Linked DNA regions of Danio rerio: region 2 is linked to region 1. The links are chromatin contacts, called in public HiChIP or PLAC-seq maps. All regions are on one chromosome and are shown on one strand. The core of a region is the stretch at or near the end of the contact, and the rest is flanking DNA. Distances in the headings are between cores, read along the strand shown.

What was found. HiChIP or PLAC-seq counts read pairs in DNA pulled down with a chosen protein or histone mark.
Region 2: a contact with region 1 is called in an H3K4me3 HiChIP or PLAC-seq map of embryo, with 3 times the contacts expected there. The contact joins the promoter of gpam here to the promoter of vti1a in region 1. A contact is called at or near these places in 2 of 4 datasets of contacts at active chromatin or transcription factors (caudal fin and embryo).

Annotation. Positions count from the first base shown.
Region 1 is chr12:33,314,420-33,319,821 of GRCz12tu, reverse strand. vti1a (vesicle transport through interaction with t-SNAREs 1A) reads left to right here and starts at 2,920. Exons shown (of 8, transcript NM_001313750.1): 1 at 2,920-3,114. The coding sequence starts at 3,021. It overlaps zdhhc6 (zDHHC palmitoyltransferase 6), which reads right to left and starts at 2,897. Exons shown (of 11, transcript NM_001204157.1): 1 at 2,689-2,897; 2 at 1-244.
Region 2 is chr12:33,386,903-33,392,304 of GRCz12tu, reverse strand. It overlaps gpam (glycerol-3-phosphate acyltransferase, mitochondrial), which reads right to left and starts at 2,502. Exons shown (of 22, transcript XR_012388065.1): 1 at 2,375-2,502.

The DNA of each region.
Region 1 (5,402 bases), core at 1,671-4,170:
ATGTCAGTGTCTTTAAGGTCCTCAGTGTTACAGCTATGAAGTAGTCAGGCCTGCTGTCTCCGTTTATTGCAGTGACTTAAAGAGGTCAAAGGGCATCTTTTCTGTCTTCTCCGAAACAACCAGCGATCGGCTATGTCACCAGTCACAGGGGCCAGCCACTTCCTAGAGCTGCAGACTCTGTGTGGCATCCTTTCCTACTAATCCTCTGATCACACTATCCTCGAGCTAAAGCCAGACCATCCATCTGAGGACAAGATTTAAGAGTTTATAATAATAATGCTGAAGATTATATAATAAAAAAGATGAAGATTGAAACTTTGATCAATAACCTCAAAATTTTATTGTATGCCATTTTACTATAGTTAACCTTTGTTGAACTTCCAGTTAATTTCTATATAACATGAAAAATTAGTTAGGGATTGAATTTCCTACTGTCTATCATTCTTCCATTCATCTACCTAACATGCTTAATAAAGTTCTTAATTTTGTGATTCAGATGAAACCTTTCTTAGCCTTTGTTATTTGTTGTCAGTTAATATTTATTATTGTTATGCCAGCATTATTATAACATACCTTCACTAAATCAATTCTTTGATTAAACTTAATGGGAAATCCAAATGTAATTTCCGTGATTTTTCTTTTAAAAGTCCTTACTTATCAAACATCAAAACAATAAAAGTGTAATATAAATACACTTTTGCTGTCCGTAACAGTGTTTTGCTTTATTTTTTTCTGAGCTAACAATAATCTGTCTACATTTTTTAACCACAATTTAAATAAGACACTCCAAATAAGTCAAATAAATATACTGACACATTTACCACTAAATCCACCATACTAATAAAAAACACAATTTAGAATGTTCATGATTATTTTCTCAGTGTTTAATTTCAACGTGCAATTCATATTTTGATTATTTAATACATTTTGTAGCAAGTGTTTTGATTTGTTTTATTATGACTTGTTTAAATATCTAATTTAATTCAGAGTTTTATTTTCACTTATTTTGTTATAAAATATGTATAAAAGGCATTGATGACTACAAAAGCATTCATTTATTCATTCATTCATTTTCTTTTCGACTTAGTCCCCTTATTAATCTGGGGTCGCTACAGCAGAATGAATCGCTAATTTATCCAGCATATGTTTCACGCAGCAGGTGCCCTTCCAGCCGCAACCCATCACTGGGAAACATCCATACACACTCATTCACGGACAATTTAGCTTACACAATTCACCTGTACCGCATGTGTTTGGACTGTGGGGGAAACCGGAGCACCCGGAGGAAACCCACGCAAACATGTTGAGAACATGCAAACTCCACACAGAAATGCCAACTGACCCAGCTGATGCTCGAACCACTGATCTTCTTGCTGTGAGGTGACAGTGCTAACCACTGAGCCACCGTGATGCCCCCACTCCAAAAGCAAGTTTTTAAATCTATCACAGTGTGTAACGTTTGAGCACACAGGCTCTTTTGATGAATGAAAGAATTACTTAAGTATGTTAATTCATTTATTCATTCATTAATTCATTCATTCATTTTCTTTTAAGCTTAGGCCCATTATTATTCTGGGGTCACCACAGCGTAATGAACCACAAACTTATCCAGCATATGTTTTACGCAGTAGATACCCTTTCAGCCGCAACCTATCACTGGGAATACTCTCATTCACAGACATACACTATGGCCAATTTAGCTTATTCATTTCACCTGTACCAAATGTCTTTGGACTTGTGGGGGAAACTGGAGCACCCAGAGAGGAAACCCAGGCCAACACGTGGAGAACATGCAAACTCCACACAGAAATGCCAACTGACCTAGCTGAGGCTCAAACCAGTGACCTTCTTGCTGTGAAGCGATCGTATTTTAATAAATTTTAACATAAATTACATTAAATTGAGGTGAATGACAACAGAACATTATTTAATTTCATGAACGTTATCTAAAACCCGAAAGTAGACACTTGCATTTAGTGTTTTCTAATATGTATATAAATTAAATTTTTTTTGTTTATTTCATTTTTAATGCCGACACCAAAACTAGACATGTCAGACACATCAATTTATGATTTACTTCACTATCTATATGCCTTCTAGAGCTAATTTGTTTAGCATTGACTGCCATTATGACAAAACTGAATCTATTGTAAACGAAAACTACAATTATAAAGTGATGAATACAATGGGTAATGTTACCTGTCAAATATTGTGCTTCAGTGGCAGCACACCTTGTTTCCAAGGCACACCCAAACTTTGTTTCTATGCTCATGTGTTGCATAATTTAGTTTATATTTTACTACTTCCACTATTTTTGGTGCAACACGCAAGGTTAAAGGTTAAAGGCAAAAGCGCACGATGTTTAAACGCCATAAAAAATAACAGTCTGCTGTCAGTCTGCATGAAGTAAATCAGTCCAGCTCAAATACTAAACAAACTTAAATCCAACCAAAAGGCGGTATAATTCAATTTTATGAGGTAAAATATTGAAGTCTTAACTGTAGAAATGACCTTATCTATAACTAGCAATCTATATGATAGCAGACCTTAACCAATGACACATGCTTCAAGGCAAAAAAACAAGGTTACTAACACATGTAAGACGTCATTTATCTTTCATTATGACCCATGTATCGTTAATTGTACTCTATACTGAAATGAAAAATTAATCGTTGACACATACTGTACCTCGACTACTGTTTCCTCGTGCGGTCAGAGTCCAAGAAAAATGACAGCGCCGCTTAATATGACCCAGTGAACGCGCTATTTAGCCAATCGTAATACTGTCAAAGCTTAAATCCGTTTTCAAAAATAACTACACGCAATTCAACGAGGAAGACCAAACAATTAATCGCACGACTCACCCCACAGCGGAACCATTGACAGGAAGAAATCGTGAACAAATTCCCGTGACACCACCCGGAAGTGACGCGGACGTCAATAAGAAGCAGACACAAGCAACAGTGTGTAACGCAGCTCAGTTTATCGCTCTTTTAATCTTTTAAAACTAAAAATACAACATGTCTTCAGATTTTGAAGCGTACGAACAGGACTTTGGGACCCTCACCGCTGAAATAACCAACAAAATCGGACGAATACCCAAATTAGCCGGTGGTAAGTGGATGTTAGATGAGCTGCTTAGCCAAAACATTGGTGTTAGAGAGACATAAACAACTCGTTTAATCATTTATTTATGCAGCTTGTGTGTGTGGTCGGTGTATTATTTAGAAATGGCCCATATCATTTGGTAAAGAAGCTATAGTTCGGGATGGTCGTGGTGTCAGATGTCCAGTATCACATGAGTCTGAGGAGACAGGATTTAGGTGACATGGGTCTTGGATGTCATCTTGTTTTTCTTAGATTTATTAATGTTATATTGGAATTAAGGGTTTTTAAATAAATAAAAAAAGATTTATTTTTATATACCAACGTAGAAAAGAATACTATCGAGTGAGACTAAACTAATTCCTTCATGGTTTTTCAGTGTTGACAATTTAATTTACTGTTTGATTTTAAGCATTGTGATTGATTGGTTTATTGTTTCCTGCATAATGAATTATACTGACATAAAATGCCATAATGCACCAGTTATAGGAGGAGATAATAAAGCAAGTTTTGATAAAAATAAAATTTGTGTACACTTAGTCAGGAGGAGTCTTTAACTTTTTTCAGGCCAGAGCCTGCGAGATGAAGTGACATATTGCAGAGGTTTTTTTATTTTTAAATGCTGTGTGGGCCACCAAAACTTTGCCCTTATCTCTATGTTATACCTATTGTTAGGGTCAGGCTATTTCCAGCTCCAATTTATCATCTAGTAGACATTTACGTTAAACACAATAGCTGGAATGTACCTGTTATAATGTTACCTGTTATACATTTAATAGCTTTGGCTTCAAAATAAATACTTGAAAAGGACTGGGTGTTAAAAACAATATGGCAGAAAAATTTAATGTAAAGTTGGTAAAACTGCTATCAAGCTATCAAATATGGGAGATGGATAATTCACCTCACAGCCACACAATCTGTATGTACATCAGGTTTATTTTTAAATCTGACTTAAGTTATATATTGTTGTTCTCATAAGAACTATTAAAGACATGCAAAAAGACATTCAAGCTAAAACCATTCTAATAGTATGCAAAGCACAACAGCCGCCTGTTTTCCCATTTATTATATTTATAGATCATGGAAATTCAGGTTTAGTAAGTAAAAATCTGGGAATTTGGCTTTCAATGGGAACCCTGATGATTTATATTGATTAAATGTTATTTTAATTTTGCATTTTAATTGATCATTTATTATTTATTAACTTGTTTGTTAGAATTATTATTATTATTATTATTAAGCCTACATTTTCATGTTTGTATATTCAAAAATGCCTAACAAGATCTCAAACTGTTACAAATGCATATTCTTAAGATGCTGCTCACCATGCACACATTTTATAGTCATATTATTTCTCATTGTTATTAATTGTAATATTTATTATTATAATATTATTCTATAATATTTATTATAATATGTTTATTGTCATCAACAGTTATTGATGTTTAATTTTTTTGTGAGAATTATGCTTAATTTTTCTTAGAGTTTTTGTTTGAAAACATTTCATGAACAGCAATTATTTGACAATATATTTTTAAATACATTTTCTTTTCTGTTTAAGGTTACTATTGATTATTGTAAGGCCTCATTTGTGAATAAATGTTTTTTATACTGCATATACGCTTTTAAAAATGAAAAAGCATCTGAAACTCTTTTTGATATTAATAATAGGGAGAAGCATTATTTGATCACCAAATCAACATGCTAGAATAACTTCTAAAGGATCATGTGACTCTAAAGAGTGGATCAACAATGCTGAAATTTCACTTTGGCCTTCACGGAAATAGGTTACATTCAAAAATATTTTAGCATAGAAAACTGCTATTTTAATGTATAAGACTGTTTTTCAATATTAGTGAATTTACTGCATTTTCCAAATAAATGGAGCCTTGGAGAGCATATCAAAGACTGAAAATTCCAAATAGATGAAATATCAATATATTACAATGTGTTTTGGTTTTGTTTATATTTTGGTTTTTTTTTTCCCCATTTTCTCTAGTCTAAACCCAATCTGGTAGTCAAACAATTAATATTGGTGTCCCTGTAGTAACTTCATGGAGCCCCTAGAGGTCATGGATTCCTGATGTTTTTCTAACTTATTTGGACATCAGATGCTGTGTGTACTGCATAATATATAATGGATGTATGTGTTCATAGACTATAGGCAATTTCAATATCAATATCAATATGTCTGCACTAAACACAACTTCATCACAAATTTCTTACACTTAGGGTTGCAAGTTATTGTAAGTTGTCATCTGCATCTGTAAACCTACTGTCAATACACCTGTTGTTGT
Region 2 (5,402 bases), core at 1,253-3,752, 73 kb before region 1:
TAATATTTGGATTTTTAAAAATGTATGTAGATTTATATGCATTTACATGCATTATATCATCTTTGCATCAAATTACAAAAAAACTAATTATCACATGTGCAAGGTGTTTCTAATGCATTCTCATACTACTTTTTTCTGAAAGTCTTAATAATGTCATTGTAGAGTTTTGCTTTTATCATTTCTGCAAATATGACAATAAAAGATTATATGTTGTACTCTCCCATTTACTGCATTCTACATTTACCCAACTTCCACTATTGGGAAACTGGTTTAAACGAGAAAGGGTCCATGTGAATATTTACATTAACAATAAAACTACAGTTACTGTTACCAACGGTGGCCCAGTTTCTCACAATAAAATTTAATTAAAAGCAAACACAAGTTCACAGCACAGATGAATCACCAAAACCCAACAGAAATGCTCCCAGCTACAGTACTAGGGGCAGTTGATCTTGAGAAATGGCAATTGCTCCCATTTGTTTTATCCATACAGTCCGGATGCTTTACTGTTTCAGTACATAGAAAGAAACTGCAAATGTACAGCAAGTAAAACAAATCATCAAAATGTGTTAAACTATTATCTAGTGCATGCATATAGAACACAAGCATTAAGAGCATTTCTGTTATGTTATGGGTTGATTTCATTATATTGTGTCAATTCAATGGGTATGAACTTATATTTGGTTTGTAAATTCTGTAGCGTTTTAGACTTACATTTGCTTTTTAAAATGTTGTGAACATGTTTAGAAAATGCACATTTATATTTAATGTCATCTTTAAGCGTCACATTTGAGTTAAATAAAAATAACGAGCAATTTGTGGTGGACTTGTCACAGTGAATTTCAAATTACTTTTAATAAGGTAAAAGCTAAATTTACAGTTTTATATCATAGAAAATCTTATCATGAAATGGTAAAACCAAATGTCAATGTAACAATACTGTCAACATGGAAGGTTATCCCTCTAATGTCTTATATAAGGTAACTGGACACTAGTGGCGTGTTGTTGTGATATCTGATACCTAATGTTATTAATTATCCAACACAAACTGACCTGGCGTGTACAGTAGCAGGCTTTACCGCCATAATGTGATTTTGGCCTGTCCAACTAATAACAAGTTAAAAGGTTACAGATTCATTAAAAAAAAAAAAAAAAAAAATATATATATATATATATATATATATATATATATATATATATATATATATATATATATATATATATATATATATATATATATATATTAAATGCATGTGAAAATAGATATGTGTTGTGTATACATGTGTGTGTGTGTAATATATATATATATATATATATAAAGATTTTCAACATATATATATATATATATATATATATATATATATATATATATATATACATATACATATATATATATATATACATATATATATATATATATACATATATATATATATATATACATATATATATATATATATATATATATATATATATATATATATATATATATATATATATATATATATATATATATATTGTATATGCATGTATATGTATTGTATATGCATGTCTGTGTGTGTAATATATACATATATATATATATATATACATATATATATATATATATATATATATATATATATATATATATATATATATATATATATATATATATATTACACACACAGACATGCATATACAATACATATCTACTTTCACATTCATTTATTGTTTGTTATTACAACATACTACGCATTTAAAATGCTTTATATAAAATAAATTACTAGTTACATTTATTGGTTTGACCTTCTAAGACTAAACATCAATATTTACCGAACGGCCCTTTCAGTTAATTTGTTAAAAAGATCATTCACATTGGGTCAAAACCATCAGAGCGTATTTTTATACCCTATTTATATCTATTAGGTTTAATCGAATGCACGTGCTGCTGTAAAGACTGGCGTTACTGTAAGCTTCATGCTATCAGATCGCATTTGACTGTCTTTGTCAACTCTAGCACGCTGAGCTCGAGTGAACTGCCAAGAGTCTTATCGCCTGAGTCGCATGCAGAGTCAGGACGTTTCGCCCTACAGCACTGTCTATTCAGCCTTTAGTTAACTGTAAACGGCGTGCTGTAAATTAATAGCCATACTACAATATTCTTAATACAATTCAGTATACATGACGCTTGATATTATACATGATATACGCCAAGAATCATTATAAATTTACAGTTATGTGGTTTTGCCGGTTCGCTGAATCGATATACTCAGCGAGCAGCCGCTTTCCCCTATGCTAGCTTGCTAACTAAACCATGCGCCCACCCCTCATTATGCATCAAACTAAAGGAAATACGTAGGCAACGCCTGGTGTGGAAAGAGAAAAGTTTTACCTTTAGAAAATGCTCTTGATGCGCCATCACTCTTAAAATGGACCTCTTTTTGCGCACTGTGAGCCTGTTCTCGTCCTTGAAACTGCCCACAACACAACCTATAGGCAGCAGTGCACTTGACAGACACTGCACACAGAGGGGAAAAGATGTATGACAGCCGGGCTTATTCCGCCTCCCCCGCGTCGTCCTGTAATTCAATTTAGAACCACTAAGGGTCGTCGTTAGATTGGGTGAAAAGTTAAAACTAACAAGGTTGAAACATTAGAGCTCTTCAGTTTCTTTTCAATAAATTCAGTTCAGTGTCAGGAGTGGCTAACAAATATGACCATGTGGTTAACGTTACTTAAAGAGACAGATGCCTTTTTAAACAACGTAGCATACATTTAAAAGGATCGTTGCCCTAAAAATGAAAATGTACTCACTATTAACTTTTCCCCTCCTAGGTGATTTCAAACTTTTATGACAGGGGTGTCAAACTCAGTTCCTGGAGGGCAGCGGCAGCAACCCTGCTTCAACACACTTACCTGTCGACTTTAAGTTCAAATAAGCCTGAAGGACTTAATTAGTTTGATCAGGTGTGTTTAATTAGGATTAAAGCTAATATGTGCAGGACTGTGGCTTTCTATCCAGGAAGTGTAGGGCTGCATTCCAGTCCATTTTTATGCCCTTCACTTGCAAAAAGGTATTTAAGTTTTCAAGTGTACTGAGGGATATTTTGTGTATTCTGATCCACAGTATCCTTTGATTAGCTATTTTAAAGGTTACTGTAATTCAAACTATACAAACTACACATCTAATTTGACTTTACATTTAGATTATACAGAAACAAACACCTATTTTATGAGGAAAAGTCTTGTGAACAGTAATGTTGTCTATCAATGCCTAACAGGCTGATTGGTGTGATTATGCGTCCACAATGAACTGATGTAGGGGTGGTCAAATGTATATTTATATTATCTCTTTTTAAATAATTGATATTTAAGATTCAGATCAGAAAAAGCACCCTGCATTAAAGGAAAAGTTTCTTTCTTTCTTTCTGTCTTTTTTTCTTTCTTTCTTTCGTTTAACACAAAATGAATTTTGGTATATGTTTAAAACCTGTATCCATTGACTTCTCTAGTAATATTTTTTCCTACTTTGGAAGTCAACATTTCTTCTAAATGTATTTTGTGTTTAACAGAAGAAATTCATAAAGGTTTGGAACCACTTGAGGTTGAGTAACAGTCAGTAGGCTATATTTAAATTTTTAGAGTAAACTATCCCTTTAAACATAGCTATATTTAAAGTGATAGAGTATTTAACTGTTAGGCCAGTTCAAAAATTCTGTTTGTATGCTAATATTCGCAAAACAAATAGGAGTCTGTAAAATTCTTATAATAATGACTAATATCTCAATAATGTATTTCCTCAAAACAGTGACACTGTTTTGTTTTCATAATAGTGACTATGTATTGTTCGTGGAAGGAATTGTCATACTGTAAACAGCATCAGTTTTTAATACAGATGGAGAATTAGCCAATCAGAAATGCTCTTTGTCAGATTTCTCTACCATAGCCATTGGCTTAGAAGTTTGTAGTATGTCTTGTCTTTGTTAATGTCTTGAGTTTGAAGTAAAATGTCTAAAGTTAATTTAAAGCAGTGGCTATATAATATACTATGGTATACTATACTATACTATACTATACTATAATATAATGTAATATAATATAATATAATACAGGGCGAGGCAGAAGCGCAGTAGGTAGTGCTGTCGCCTCACAGCAAGAAGGTCGCTGAACCTCGGTTCAGTTGGCATTTCTGTGTGGAGTTTGCATGTTCTCCCTGCCTTCGCGTTGGTTTCCTCCGGGTGCTCCGATTTCCCCCACTGTCCAAAGACATGCAGTACAGGTGAATTGGGAAGGCTAAATTGTCCGTAGTGTATGAGTGTGTGTGTGTGTGTGTGTGTGTGTGTGTGTGTGTGTGTGTATGTGTGTGTGGATGTTTCCCAGAGATGGGTTGCGGCTGGAAGGGCATCCGCTGCGTAAAAAACTTGTTCAATAACTTAGCGGTTCATTCTGCTGTGGCGACCCCGGATTAATAAAAGGACTAAGACGACAAGAAAAATGAATGAATAATATAATATAATATAATATAATATAATATAATATAATATAATATAATATAATATAATATAATATAATATAATATAATACAACACAACATAATACAGGGTCGACATGGTGGCGCAGTAGGTAGTCACCTCACATCAAGAAGGTCGCTGGTTCGAGCCTCGGCTGGGTCAGTTGTCGTTTCTGTGTGGAGTTTGCATCTTCTCCCCACTTTCATGTGGGTTTCCTCCAGGTGCTACGTTTTCCCCCACAAGTCCAAAGACATGTGGTACAGGTCAATTGGGTAAGTTAAATTGTCCGTTGTGAACGAGTTTGTATGGATATTTCCCAGTGATGGGTTTCGGCTGGAAAGGCATCCGCTGTGTAAAACATGCACTGGATAAGTTGCCGGTATTATCTGCTGTGGCGACCCCAGATTAATAAAGGGACTAAGTCGAAAAGAAAATGAATGAATGAATGAATGGCATGGGAGTCATGGTGGTGCAGTGTGTAGCACGATCGCTTCACAGCAAGAAGGTTGCTGGTTTGAGCCTCAGCTGAGTCAGTTGGCATTCTGTGTGGAGTTTGCATGTACTCCTCGTGTTCGCATGGGTTTTCTCTGGGTGCTCCGGTTTCCCCCACAAGTCCAAAGACATGTGGTATAGGTGAATTGGGTTAAGCTTAATTGTCGGTAATATTTGTGTCTGAATGAGTGTGTATGGATGTTTCTCCGTGATGGTAGCTGGAAGGGTGTCCGCTTCGTAAAACATGGCAGCTAGATATGTTGGCGGTCCATTCTGCTGTGGCGACCCCAGAATAGTTGCCTGCATTTAGGAACTTCCTCTAAATACATGCTGGCAACACTGTCGTCAGTCATAGACACCATCTAGTAATTCATACATATACATACAAATTAAAACTAAATTTTTCCTATATAACAA